Regions from separate parts of the Oryctolagus cuniculus genome. Here all the other regions are linked to region 2. The links are chromatin contacts, called in public Hi-C and Micro-C maps. All regions are on one chromosome and are shown on one strand. The core of a region is the stretch at or near the end of the contact, and the rest is flanking DNA. Distances in the headings are between cores, read along the strand shown.

What was found. Hi-C and Micro-C count contacts between places; a contact is called where the count stands out from the background.
Region 1: a Hi-C map of an unstated tissue shows a contact between it and region 2, with 2.5 times the contacts expected there. The contact joins the enhancer-like site here to the promoter of LOC108177140 in region 2. A contact is called at or near these places in 2 of 6 Hi-C or Micro-C datasets (skin fibroblasts and an unstated tissue).
Region 3: a Micro-C map of ear pinna shows a contact between it and region 2, with 4 times the contacts expected there. The contact joins the enhancer-like site here to the promoter of LOC108177140 in region 2. A contact is called at or near these places in 3 of 6 Hi-C or Micro-C datasets (ear pinna, skin fibroblasts and an unstated tissue).

Annotation. Positions count from the first base shown.
Region 1 is chr10:33,250,324-33,254,442 of mOryCun1.1, reverse strand. No RefSeq gene overlaps it. Among named protein-coding and RNA genes, the nearest start is that of SETBP1, 530 kb to the right of the region's middle. Within about 2 kb of position 1,547, at least 1 of the 8 cell types and tissues checked has an H3K27ac peak or open chromatin away from gene starts, as enhancers often do.
Region 2 is chr10:32,724,357-32,728,442 of mOryCun1.1, reverse strand. LOC108177140 reads right to left here and starts at 2,010. Exons shown (of 2, transcript XM_070050269.1): 1 at 1,000-2,010. The coding sequence starts at 2,010. The coding sequence ends at 1,111. It overlaps SETBP1 (SET binding protein 1), which reads left to right and starts at 2,154. Exons shown (of 6, transcript XM_008261251.4): 1 at 2,154-2,297.
Region 3 is chr10:31,976,813-31,981,307 of mOryCun1.1, reverse strand. All of the region lies in intron 2 of LOC108177141 (urea transporter 2), which reads left to right. All of the region lies in intron 3 of LOC138844028 (a long non-coding RNA gene), which reads right to left. Among named protein-coding and RNA genes, the nearest start is that of SLC14A2, 250 kb to the right of the region's middle. Within about 2 kb of position 1,492, at least 1 of the 8 cell types and tissues checked has an H3K27ac peak or open chromatin away from gene starts, as enhancers often do. A contact at or near this core is called in ear pinna, where this site is marked.

The DNA.
Region 1 (4,119 bases), core at 298-2,797, 530 kb before region 2:
GAGAGAGGGAGAGACAGAGAGAGAGGTCTTCCATCCGATGGTTCACTCCCCAGATAGCCGCAACAGCTGAAGCTGAGCCAATCCAAAGCCAGGAGCCAGGAGCCTCCTCCAGGTCTCCCATGTGGGTGCAGGGGCCCAAGGACTTGGGTTATCTTCCACTGCTTTCCCAGGCCATAGAAGAGAGCTGGATCGGAAGAGGACCAGCCAGGTTTAGAACTGGTGCCCGTATGGGAGACTGGTGTTTCAGGCCAGGGCTTTAACCCGCTGTGCCACAGCGCCAGTCCCAATCATTCTTACTTTAAATCAATAAATACGGACTGAAAAATTGATTAAAAATGTTTACACGTTCCATGGACAAAAGTCAGATGTAGCATTTTCCAAGGACAAAAGTAGGAGATAACAGAATCAGTCAATGCATGTGGGAACTGCAGTTTTACAGATGTATAGACAAATATTCAATGAAATAGATAAAGAGATAAATAGCAGGTAAATAACTGTGTTTAAATATTTACTTTACCAATCATTGCTGTGAACAAAGACAATTTTCTAGAACTCAGTTGCTCAATGTATAACTCTAAAGTACTTTTGTGAAGATTAAATAAGTTTTTTAAGTGAACATAAGTGAAAATAAAAGTCTCAAGCTTTAAAGAAAATGTAAGTGGAAATGAGGATTTTCCATAATCTTTACTGAGATGACAAAATTGTGAATGCACTTACTGAATAATCCTATATTTTGAACCATGAGTCTTGATTCTTCAACTTCTTGTTTCAAAAATTTTAGAGTTTTGTAGAAAATTGAATGCAAAGCGTGAATACATGCTCTCTTTAGTGCAGAATATCCATGAATTAGAACCCCAAATTCTGAATTTCCATAGGGTTGGGCAGTATTACTCAGGCTTCTGTAATAATTCCAATCATCATAACAAAAGCAATTTATAGACCAAGAAGTGTTAAGGTTAAGACTGTTAGATATAACTTATTTGGTAACAGAGACACTAAAAGTAGGAGAGCAGTTAAATGTAATATTGATGTTTTTGCATTAGTTCAATTATAGAAGGTGTACTTAATCATCCAAAAATCATAAATTCGATTTCCTCTACAAAAGAATTCACTTTTTAAAATATGAGATATATACACTGGGCTTTTGTCTACTAATGAATATGCATGTAAGCATACTGCATGCAACTGAGATTCATGAATTTGTTTTGAAGATCATTGCTCTGATTTTTCTAAGAGAAAATAATTTGCTTTTTGCTTTTTTTCTTTTATAGTGGGTCACAGGAATCTTTTTCCTTGAGGTCATTTTATCTCTGCACATTTAAATTTTGTATTTTTTTTTTTTTGAGATTTTTCTTTTATTTGAAAGTCAGAGTTACACAGAGACAGAAGGAGAGGCAGAGAGAAAGAGGTCTTCCATCCGCTGATTCACTCCCCAACTGGCCTCAACGGCAGGAGCTCTGCAGAAATGAAGCCAGGAACCAGGATCTTCTTCCAGGTCTCTAATGCAGGTGCAGGGGCCCAAGGACATGGGCCATCTTCTATTACTGTCCCAGGCCATAGCAGAGAACTGGATTGGAAGTGGAGCAACTGGGTCTCCAACTGGCGCCCACATGAGATGCTGGCGCTGCAGGTGGCGGTTTAAATGGCTGCACCACAGCACCGGCCCCTGTATGTTTTTTTAATCACTGCAAAGCACAAATGTATCTATAATTTAATTAACTATTCCTTTATGGATAGATATTTATGTTCACCATAATGTTTCACTGTAAAAAATCATTAACTAATTTAGAATTGCCATATGAAAGAAGTTTTTCTATATATAAGATTCCTCAAAAACTGTAAGCAATTGATGATGTCTGACTCCACAAGTACAAAGGAAAACAAGTACTATGTTATGCTACTACTGGGAGAACTGGCAAAAAGATCCCTTGCGAGGGCACTTTGTCAGTATCTAAAACAGAAACAAAACTTGGAAGGGAAACACACCACATTTTTAACTGAAGTTATTTCTGGGAAGAAGGGTTTGTTTACAAGACAAGCAATAATTTAGGAAGAATTTTACTTTTTCTCTTATATTATGCAACATTGTTTGAATTTGTACTGTAAGTGCATATACTTTTTGAAATTAAATTAAAAATACAAGAATCCATGATCAAATGTCTTTTCGTTGTTATACAAACTATATATTATATGTCCTCCTTGGAAATTTACAATCTTTTTAGCATATTTAAACTCTGAGATGTACCAAGTTATTCAAAATTGTACCCTTTAATTAAATAATTTTTATTAGTACATCAACATCTGTAAAACTGTTTAGAAAAAATATGTGGATTTGTTAGAGAATATCTATAGAGAAAGAGAGATTATCCCAAATAACAAGTTGTTTAAAATCAATCCCTTTCAAGGTTTCCATGAATAACAGGCTCATGCTTGTAGATTCACGAGCAAACAATCTCTAAAAGCAAATGACACTTCCCAGATTGGTTTTAGTAATTAACTTTTGCTCAATGAACTTTGTATTTGAGGGCAGTGTATACTCCCAGCCACAAGGACATGGTCCCCATAGGAAGCCAAGAATCCCCGGAGCCAAGTACAATGGAAATCACTTCCTCTAATATGCTTAAACGTGGCTGGCCTATGAGGCTTTAAGCATGAGCAAGACAGACTACAGCTCCTTTCAGAGTGCCTCCCTTACCTCAGCTGCTGACATTCAAATTGACTTTTCGCATTTATAATAGCAGTTTCTGTCTTGTTTTTACCATTGTCCACCGAGACCACTGCTGTGATTTTCTGCTGATGCACAAGATAGAAGAAAGTGTTCTGGAAAATGCACCACTTATTCCAGTCATTTTGCTAAAGGACACTCAAATGTGGGCAAAGTCGTCAGAGAAAATGACAGAGAGCTGCATGCTGCTGTCAGGAATTGCTTCCTCATCAGTGGCCCAATTTTCAGAAACTAAACCAAAACTCACAAGCTATCCAGCTTTTAGACAAGAAAGAAGTGAGCTACAAGATATTTAAACTACAGGGTTCAGCGAAGTTACTTTTAAAGAGAGAGAGAAAGAATAAGTAATGAAAAGAAAATAGAAAAAAAAAAAACCTCAGTGATGCAAGGTTCCGGGCAGAGATGCCAGGGTTTTGAAAAGACAACATTAAGTTTGATCTAAATGTCAATCAACGACATTGAAATGTTTGCAGGGTGCTTTGTGCTCTGCATGTCCTAGGCAGTGAGAAAAAAATTGAGATTGAGGGTTGAGAGAGTAGAAAGAGGAGAAGAATGAGAGCACTGATTTCTAATAATGAAAAGTATGTAACCTAGAAGGCAAATACACATTAGGAAAGAGATGGACAGGGTGAGGAAAAAAAAAAAAGTTTCATCTCCCTCAAAATATTTTCTGTGAAACAACAATTTCTAAGATGCTGATAAGGTTATCACAATAAGATAAAATAGAATTAGAAAATGATTCTGAGATCTATTAAATGTCAAGCTTCTTAGAACATTTATTATGACTGTTTCCTGATGTGCCAAGAGACATGTATCATTTAATTCATTTGACATTGGAAGTTGTTTTTATTGGCAGCAAATATGTTAACATTGGAGAAATATTGGGAAGGGAACCATGGAAAATGCTGATTAGGAGCAATCAGAGAGCTCTATAGAGTTGTACATTAGCTTAGAATTAACTACATGACTCAAAAAGTCTGAAATGTGTTCAGTGGTTAAGCCACTGCTTGAGACACCCAAATCCCATTGCAGAGTGCCCTAGACCAAGTCATACCTCCCCTTTCCATCCAGCTTCCTGCTAATGCATACTCTGAAAAGCAGCAGAAGATGGTTCAAGAACCTGTATCCCTGCTGTGCAAGTGGTACACAAATGGGTGACCTGAGTGGAGTTCTAAGCTCCTGGCTTTGGCCTCATTCAGTTCTAACTTTTGTGGACATTTAGGGAGTGAACCAGTGGACAGAAGCTCACTCTCTCACTCTTTCTTTCTCTCTCCCACAATCTCTTTCTCTCCCTCTCTTTCTCTCTCTCTCTCTTTCCCTATTTTCTCTCACCCTGTTGCTCTGACTTTCAAATAAACAAATCCAACATGAGAAGCAATATAGCCTTATTTGAT
Region 2 (4,086 bases), core at 761-3,260:
AAGGTCAGGTGATTACCGAGGTCATTTTGGCATAGTATTGTGTGCCTTCAGCTCTTCTTTCATCATCAGCTCCTATGTCTTGTTGAATTTTTTCCAATGAAGCATTATTTTCTCATTAATAGTTATGCTTCAACACAGCGCAGAACAGAGGAAATCTTGCTCCATTGGAGGTCTTGCAGTGATGAGTAAGGGAGGCAAAGTTTGTGGCCAGTCAGAACATTCTTCCCAACAAAGAGGATAATTTGAGTTAGAAGGGGATAAATTGTTGTGCAAAACCCTGACTGACACCCGGGGGCGTGGACCAGTGTGTGAGTGTGTGCGTGAGAGGGAGGTGCGGCGGGGGGGGGGGGGGCGGGGGTCCAGCCACTTTTTCTCCCTTGCTCCAGAGCATTCCGGTAAAAAAGAGAAAAAAAGAGGTCGTCCGACAGAATTCAACCCTGTAGCCAAGCGGGGTTGGCAGTGGCTGATGTGGTTGCTAGGGGGCCGCCCCCCACTCACCACCCAAACATTTCTCAGTTTCACCCAACTCTCACAGAGAAAGGCATGGTCAAACTCAGCTGCCTGCGTTCGGAGTGACCTCTACCTGGAGATCTGGAAGCATAGCCCTTTGCAGGTCTCTGTGAGTCTTCCTCAGTCAGCTGATGGAGTGCACAGCGTCCCTAAGCTTCTCCATTCTTCCCTTGGCCCGAAAAGCGCCCCTTCTGTAACCCCAACAGAAATGCCCAGAGACTAAAAGTAACCGCCACGTTTTGCCAAGCACCAAAGACATCCCCACCACCCGGATCAGGGAGGGAGCTGCGAGGTTGCCATCCGTGCCCTTTCCTGCAAGAGTCTAACTGTGGTGGATAACGAGAAAAAATGACACGAGGACCCGATGCCTACAAGTAGCTTACTAAAACACAATACACAAATAAAGTAAAACCAACCCTGGAAAGGAAGCCTCATGACCCGCTTAAAAGAAAGAAAGCAACCACGCTGCGCCCAGTTGAGAGAGCCTACCACGTCGGCGCCTGGACGCGCGGCTCCCGCGACACTGCCCCTGTTGTGTCAGACAGTGGCGGTGTTGAGCCCGGCAGCCCGCGCCCAGCCGGAGGCGCTCCCCACGGCCGCTCAGTCTCCGCCGCTGACTCCGACGCGCAGAAGCCACTGGGCCGCGAGGGCGCTGGGGAGCGCTAGGGGCGCGGGGTGCGGCGAGGGGCTCCCGATCGGCCGCCACCAACTGTTTCCCTCCTCCTTCACGGCTAGACCCCGCTCCCTCCAATTGACCGAGATTCCCCGGGGGTGGGGAGGTGAGGGGAGCGGCCGCTCTTCGCTCTCCACCGGCTCCCGCCCGAGAAGCGGCCCCGGGCCCGCGGGGCCAGCCGCGTGGGCGCCGGCGCCCCCTCCGAGGCGGCCGGCGGGGTGGCGGTCCCCGCTCGCCTCTGCCGCGCGGCCGCTCCGATCCTCCCCCCCTTCCCCGCCCGCGCCCTCCCCCTTCCTTTCACCAAGACTCTGGGACTCGGGAGAGGGCGCGGGAGGCAGGCACACGGGCCCGACCCCACTCCAGCTCTCGCCGGGGACGCGGGCGGGCGGGCGGCAAGGGGGCGCGGGGCGGGCGCGGCCATGGAGCGGCGGCGGCGGCGGCGGCGGCAGCACTAGCGACCGCGGGCGGACGGGCGGAGAGCGGGCAGGGCCGCCGGGCGCCGCGGACCGAACTGCACAGCTCAGCAAAAGCGCCCTCGCCCTCCGCGCGCCGCCTCCTGCGAGCCCAAACCCAGCAACATTTTTAAAGCTCCAATCCATCCTTTGAAGACAAGGGGGGGGGGGGGGAGGTGGTGGAAATAGCGTTGATCGGAGAGACGGGGATATATTTATATATTTATATATATATATACAATTTTTTTTGGCTCCTGCTAAAATTAGCCGGGCCCGCCGCGCGCCCGTGTGCGAGTGTGAGCGAGTGTGTGCGTACGGGCGTGTGTGTGTGTGAATGTGATTACTCCAGGACTCCTCGGGCTCCGGAGACGCCATTTTCCCCCTTGATATCTCTCTCCATAAATCGGTGGCGCGGCGGAGGCGGCCGCGCCGGGCGGGAAGCGCGGGGCCGGCCGGGGCGCCCGCCGCTCGCCGCCGCCTCCGCGCGCCCGGGGGCCCCGCAGCCCCCCGAGCGAGGGCGGCCCGCCCCGCGGCTCGCCGTTTGACAGATGCTCATCGCCATGGAGTTGCCGCAGCAGCACCTTTGGGGGCTCCGGCGAGCGACCGGAGCCGGGATCTGAGCGAGCGCCAGGGCCAGCGGAGCCGGAGCCGCCGGGACATGGGTGAGCACGCGCGGCGACCTTGCCCCGGGAGCCCCGGCGCGCAGCCTCCCGCCGCGCCGCGGGCCCCCGCACGCCCGGGCCCGGGGTGGTGTGTGTGAGTGTGTGAATGTGTGTGAGTGTGTGTGTGTGTGTGTGTGCGCGCGCCCTGCATGCAAAAGTTCACGTTGCCTCGCCTGGTCTCGCCGGGGCTTTGACTTTGCACCGAGCAGGAAGGGGCAGCCGGGGCCGAGGGGGCGGGATGCCGGTCCCGGCGAGTCTGCCGGGGAGGGGCGCGATTCCGGCCGGCCCGCGGGTGGGCAGCGATGCTGGCTCCATCCGAGTGGCCCGTTGGTGGCGGCGATGGTGGAAGAGTCGGGCTAGGAGCTCATTGAGTTTCGCCTAATCTGATCCCCCACCCCCACCCCGCCTTTGCACCCTCCCTCGGTCCTGCAGCCGGCTGCTTGGGCTGGCGTTGGTAGAGCGGACCCGGGAGGGGGAGGGGGTAGGAACATAGGAAAAGGGGTGGGAAGGCGGCAGGATTTTTTTTTTTTTTTTTTTTTTTTTTTTTTTGCTCTCTTTGTAACTTGCAGGTTAAGTGGAGCTAGAGAGCTACATTGTAGCCTAGTTGGATTTTTTTTGGGGGGGGGGTGGCATGTATCAGAATCTAACGTGTCGTTAATAGAAAGAAGATCAGGCGAGAAGTGGTCCAGCCGGCGAAGGTTGGTTTGTGCTTGTGTCGTGGCTGTGTGTTAGTCTTTTTTCTCGGAAACCTTAATCAATGGATTTGAGTCTGTTGTGCTCTCTGGTTTGGGGACTCTGAAAAGACAGGAATTCCCTTAAAAGCAGACGAATGCCCTTTTGAAAGCACGCATTGTGTGCCCTGGGCTTGGGAATTAAACGGCAGGCTTCCCCCTTCGGTGGTTTCCAGGGGGAAATCGCTCCGGAAAGGGAGCCCTTCAGTATCGATTTATTGTTTTTGTCTTTCAAACCATTATCTCTTCGACCAAAATACTGTCTGAGAAGTTCCACCGAGACAAAGTCAGGGAAACTGGACCGCGCAGATCTTCAGCAAGATGGTGATGACGGTGATGCTGGTTTGGGTGTCTGTTTGTGATGGAAGCATTGTTGGGTAATTGCAAATTCTGATCGGTAGAGCATGCTGGTTCTAAAAAAATAAGTTACTGCTGAAATGCCGTCTGCCAGCCCCCTCCCCTGCACACTACCAGTTCCCATCCTCCCCCCACCCACACCGCTTACTACGATTCTGAAATCGGATCCAACTGGAAATATTTTCATTGGAGATCGGAAAGTTGTGCCGTTGCAAGTAGGAGATGAGGCTGGAGGAACTGAGAGTGCGGCAAGGGAGCTCTTACTGCCTCCGGATGCTGCATTTTGTTCTTTATGTGTGTCCGTGCGTGCGGGATTCTGAGTGTCTATCAGTCTGAAAGGACTGTTGAGGGAAGGATTTCCGATTCGTTTCCGTTTCAAATAAACTGTCCTGATAATCTCACGGTTGAGGTCTAATGCTAAAAGGGCCGTTTGTGTGTCTCTTTATGGCCACAGAAACTCCCCTCCACAAGGGCAGGGTATCCTGCCATTCTAGAAGTGACTTTTCCTTCCCAGCCACCTTCTGCTGCCCCCTCCCCAGCCACACCTCTCTCCCTAAAGTTTGCCTGCAGTCTATGGTCTCTAAGGAAATACAGATATTACTTGTTTGTCTCTTACATTCTTTTCCCTTTTCATTCCTTCACCCTTCATCCTGTTTATGTTCTTTTGCTGTAGGTTTGTACTAAAAGCTAATTTCATAGAG
Region 3 (4,495 bases), core at 243-2,742, 750 kb after region 2:
AGCACCTTCAAGCAAAGATGCACAGGGGGATTTCAGGCTTCTCCTGCCTTTTATTATCAATGAGCTAAATGCAGAGGCAAAATGGGAATAATTGGATGGCAGGAGAACATCAGGATATTGTAATTGTTCTCCTTGGAGATGAAAAGGGAAGCTGAAAAACATCTGCACACTGAAATCTGCTCCGATGCAATAAGTGGGCCAAGAAAACCTGCAACCACGAAGTGGGGCTAATTTACTGCTCTAATCACCAGCATCCAATCTGAAGCCAGACATTATCTTAAAGTACACACCAGTTCCAGGTGGTGCACAGCAAATGTTTGATTAGTGCTACCAAATTCTCTGCAACTTGATAACATTTCCAAGTGTGCAGGAATGATGGGACTGCACATGGCTGGAGCTGGGCCACAGGAAGGTGTTTGCCTCTGGGTCACAGCCTTCCGAAGAAACACACTTCAGGCCTGCTTCCCAGGGAACTAAGACACTGGGTTCAGACAAGCAAAGCAAGGAACTTAGCAGGAGCAGAGGGAGGTAGATTTCAAAGATAAGGAACAACCAGGTTGTTGCCAATGAGGCTTGAAAACAAAATAGAGGGAAAGCCCAGAATTTGATCCATAAAGAATCTAATATGTGTCAGTTGCTGGATGTTTTATGTATCATTAATCCTCACATACTAAAATACAGTTGCCACCACTTTATTCTCATTTATCAGATGAAGGAACTGAGGGTATGTGACTTATCCAAGATGTCTCGGCTAGAACATTATGGAGCCATGATTTGAAATGAGGACTGATTTAAGTCTTCAAAAAACATGGTTCTGAAAGGAACAGGGGTTCGGATAAGACAATACAGATGTCATGGTATTCTAAGGGGGGCACAGAAAAGGACATCAGAAAGGATGAAAATAAAGTAAGCTTGAAGGCCGGCACCGTGGCTCAATAGGCTAATCCTCCACCTTGCGGCGCCGGCACACCGGGTTCTAGTCCCGGTTGGGGCGCCAGATTCTGTCCCGGTTGCCCCTCTTCCAGGCCAGCTCTCTGCTGTGGCCAGGGAGTGTAGTGGAGGATGACCCAGGTGCTTGGGCCCTGCACCCCATGGGAGACCAGGAAAAGCACCTGGATCCTGGCTCCTGCCATCGGATCAGCGCGGTGCGCCGGCTGCAGCGGCGGCCATTGGAGGGTGAACCAACGGCAAAGGAAGACCTTTCTCTCTCTGTCTCTCTCTCTCACTGTCCACTCTGCCTGTCAAAAAAAAAAAAAAAAAAAAAAAAAAGTAAGCTTGAGACAGCAATGCCTTTACTGAGCCCCTGACACATCCCCAGGAAAGCATGAAGCACTATGACCGAAGCAGAAAACACAATGCCTGCCCTGAAGGAGCTTAGGGTCTGTTTGAAAGGTAGGAAATTGTTTGGGCCAGCAATGAGACAGCCTGCAGAGCTCAAAGTTGAGAGCTGCATTTGATATGCAAGTATGAATCAGATCAGCAGAGAAGAGCATATGCCAAGTTATGGAGGCGAAAGTGATGGTGGTGAGTTATTCTGGGGTAAATGAGGAGGCCCAGATGAGGAGTTACATCTGTCTAGCTGGAGTCTGTTCAAAAATTGCAGCTGGAAACTACTTCTGGCTGGCTTTTAAAACCCCAACTGAAGGGTCAAATATCTCGTGGAAATTTCATATCTAAAACCCGTAGATGGGAGAGGAAAGAGCATTAAAACTGGTGGGGAGAGCCAGGGCAGAGAGGATTGGTGACATGGAACTCAGTTGTTGTGACTTCTGGAGTTGGAGCTCTGTTTCCTGCAATCCCTTCTCAAATTCAAAGACCTCAGGAGGATCCTGGAAAACCAGAACCAACCAGAAGCTTGTAGTCTGAAGGCAAACGGCGCCCCCTAATGGCTCCATGCATTCCTTTTGTAGCTGGCTTGGTTCTTCTTCCAGTATGGCTCACCACCCTGAAAAAGGCTCGCTTCCTACTCTGCAGCAATGGGTAGAACTGCATCATCAGATAAACTGAGTCCTGAAAACATAGAGCTCCGGACTCCCCCCTGCATCCAACAACTACAATGATGCCTGCCTTAGAAGCAGAGCAGTCCCATAGCTGAGAGCATGGACTCTGGGGTCAGGCTATGATTTGAGTTTCTGCAGTGATGTCCACTGGCTATAGGACCTTGTTAATTAACATCCTGATGCCTCTGCTTCCTCACCTGCAGAATCAGTTGGGATGCAGATAGCCCCTGCCTCCTGGGGGCACTGCCAAGGTTGATGGTGATAGTTCAGCCTAACCACTTAGCACATAACCAAACAGATGGTAAGCACATGCAATTAGTAGCAGAGTGGTGGTAGTAGTAGTGAAACTGTGATTCATTCTGAATTACTCTCTACCAACATTATAAGAATATTAACTCTCCTTCAAGACAGAGACTCAAATTGTTTCTGGAATACTTTTCTTTGAATTACTACTTTTTCCCCCTAAACTGAGCCCAGCTCCATTGCTGCTTCTTCCATTGGAGTCTTCATGAATGCTTTACACATGGAGTCCTTCAGCTTGTCCATTAGCTGAGGGTCTACTAATGGTTCTCACTCAGGGGACAAACTCATAGAGAAGCTACTTTCTCACACTTTGTTGATCACCATTCATATAAAAAAGAGGTCTGGAGGGTCTCACACCACCAGTGAATGTGACACACCTGTGACTCTGGAAATAACACACATGACCTTTTCCACAACTGATTAGCCAGAGCTACCAGTACACCCTGCTCCCAACACAAGCAGGCAGTAAATTCACCCCTACCACATGCCCACCTCACCCCTACAAAATTAGAAGAAACAGATGTTTGTGAGAATAAATGATAATTACTATACTCCTGGAAAGCAAAAGCAAGCTCTAATTCTACTTTATGCCACCCACTAAGTGTACCTTGTACAATTAGTGCACAATAGAAGTCTTTGAATGAATAACTGAATGAATACATTAGTTCACAAGTACATTATCTCTCCCAATCAATATCATACATTTAGTTCAAAAACCTCCTAAAAACCATTAGTAGAAACCCTTAGGGCACTTCAGAAGGGATGACTTGGGATACAGGCTATAACTCCAAGTGTTTTTAAATGTAGAAGTGTTTTTAAATGTATGAATTCTTGTGACAATCAATAACTGATAAGGATTATTTGCTCTCAGGGAACTGAATTGCATATATGAAATAGCATTTACATGTGAAATAACTGGTATACAATCCAATGCTAATTGTAGAATATGCATGGAAGTAGTATGTGCTTTGTCCAAGGGACAGAAAAATGAGGGAATCCCTTATAAGGTCAGTTTGTGTGGGAAGGAGGTCATTTTTGACGGGATTTTTAAAGGCAGAGAAGAGCTTGGGAAAGCTCAAAGGAAGAAAAAGCCCAGTTACCTAAAGCTGCCATGCTCTTATCTTAAAGAAACCACACACCTGAAATGAGACCTTTCTTTACTATTGCTGGACAAGGTTCACTCAGCTCTTAACAAGGAGGGAAGTTATAATTATTGGAAAAAAAAAAAAAAAACAAGGTACAGCCTGTTTTGATAGCATCTTCCATTCCTTTCTGGGAGATGGGGCTACTCTGGGCCAACTCCCTTCAGTGTCCCAAGGCTAGAACTGCTTGGGATCGAAGATTTTTATGTATTAAGATGCAGATTCTCTAACCCTCCCTTGCTGCCCTCTTTCCTTAGATCCCCCAAGAGTACACATAAGAATAGAAATGTATGCCTATATTTCTGTTTCCAGATTCCACCCAGGCAGAAGCACATTTTGGCACTTGTGTAAAAAAACATTCAAATCACAACCCACAATGTGATCTGGGACTACAAAGGGGTGTACAGCCTCAGGTGCACACAACCATACACTTGTGTTAAGATGGGAAAGCAAAGGGAATCTTATGCATCCAAGTGTGGGCTGGTTCCTTCAAAGAAGACATGCTGATGTGCTAGAAGCAGCTAATGAAGATTTTAAAATTATTGAATAAATAATTAAGGTAAGACAGAAGTGAAATATTCACATATATAAAATGTGCTTATAAATAGATACTAATTTGGTATGGATGAGAATTAGAGATAACTCTTTGAGAGCAAAAACATTTTTATTTCAATTTTTAAAATCAATTTTTGATTCACAAATAATAATTGTCAATTTTTGATTCACAAATAATAAATGTGGTACAATGTAATGTTCACATATATGTGTATATTACAGAATGATCAAATCTGGGTAATTAGCATATCTATCACCTAAAATATTTATCATGTATTTGTTATGAGAATATTTAAAATACCCTCTTATAGCTATTTTGAAATGTGAATACATATTATTAACTATATTTATCTTGTGCAGTAAAACACCAGAACTTATTCCTCCTATCTAATAGAAACCCTTGAACCTGTTGACCAGCAACTCCCCTTTTCCACCCACTCTTTCCCTCCTTCTCCATCCCCATCATTACCTCCAGTAGCCGGTCTTCTACTCTCT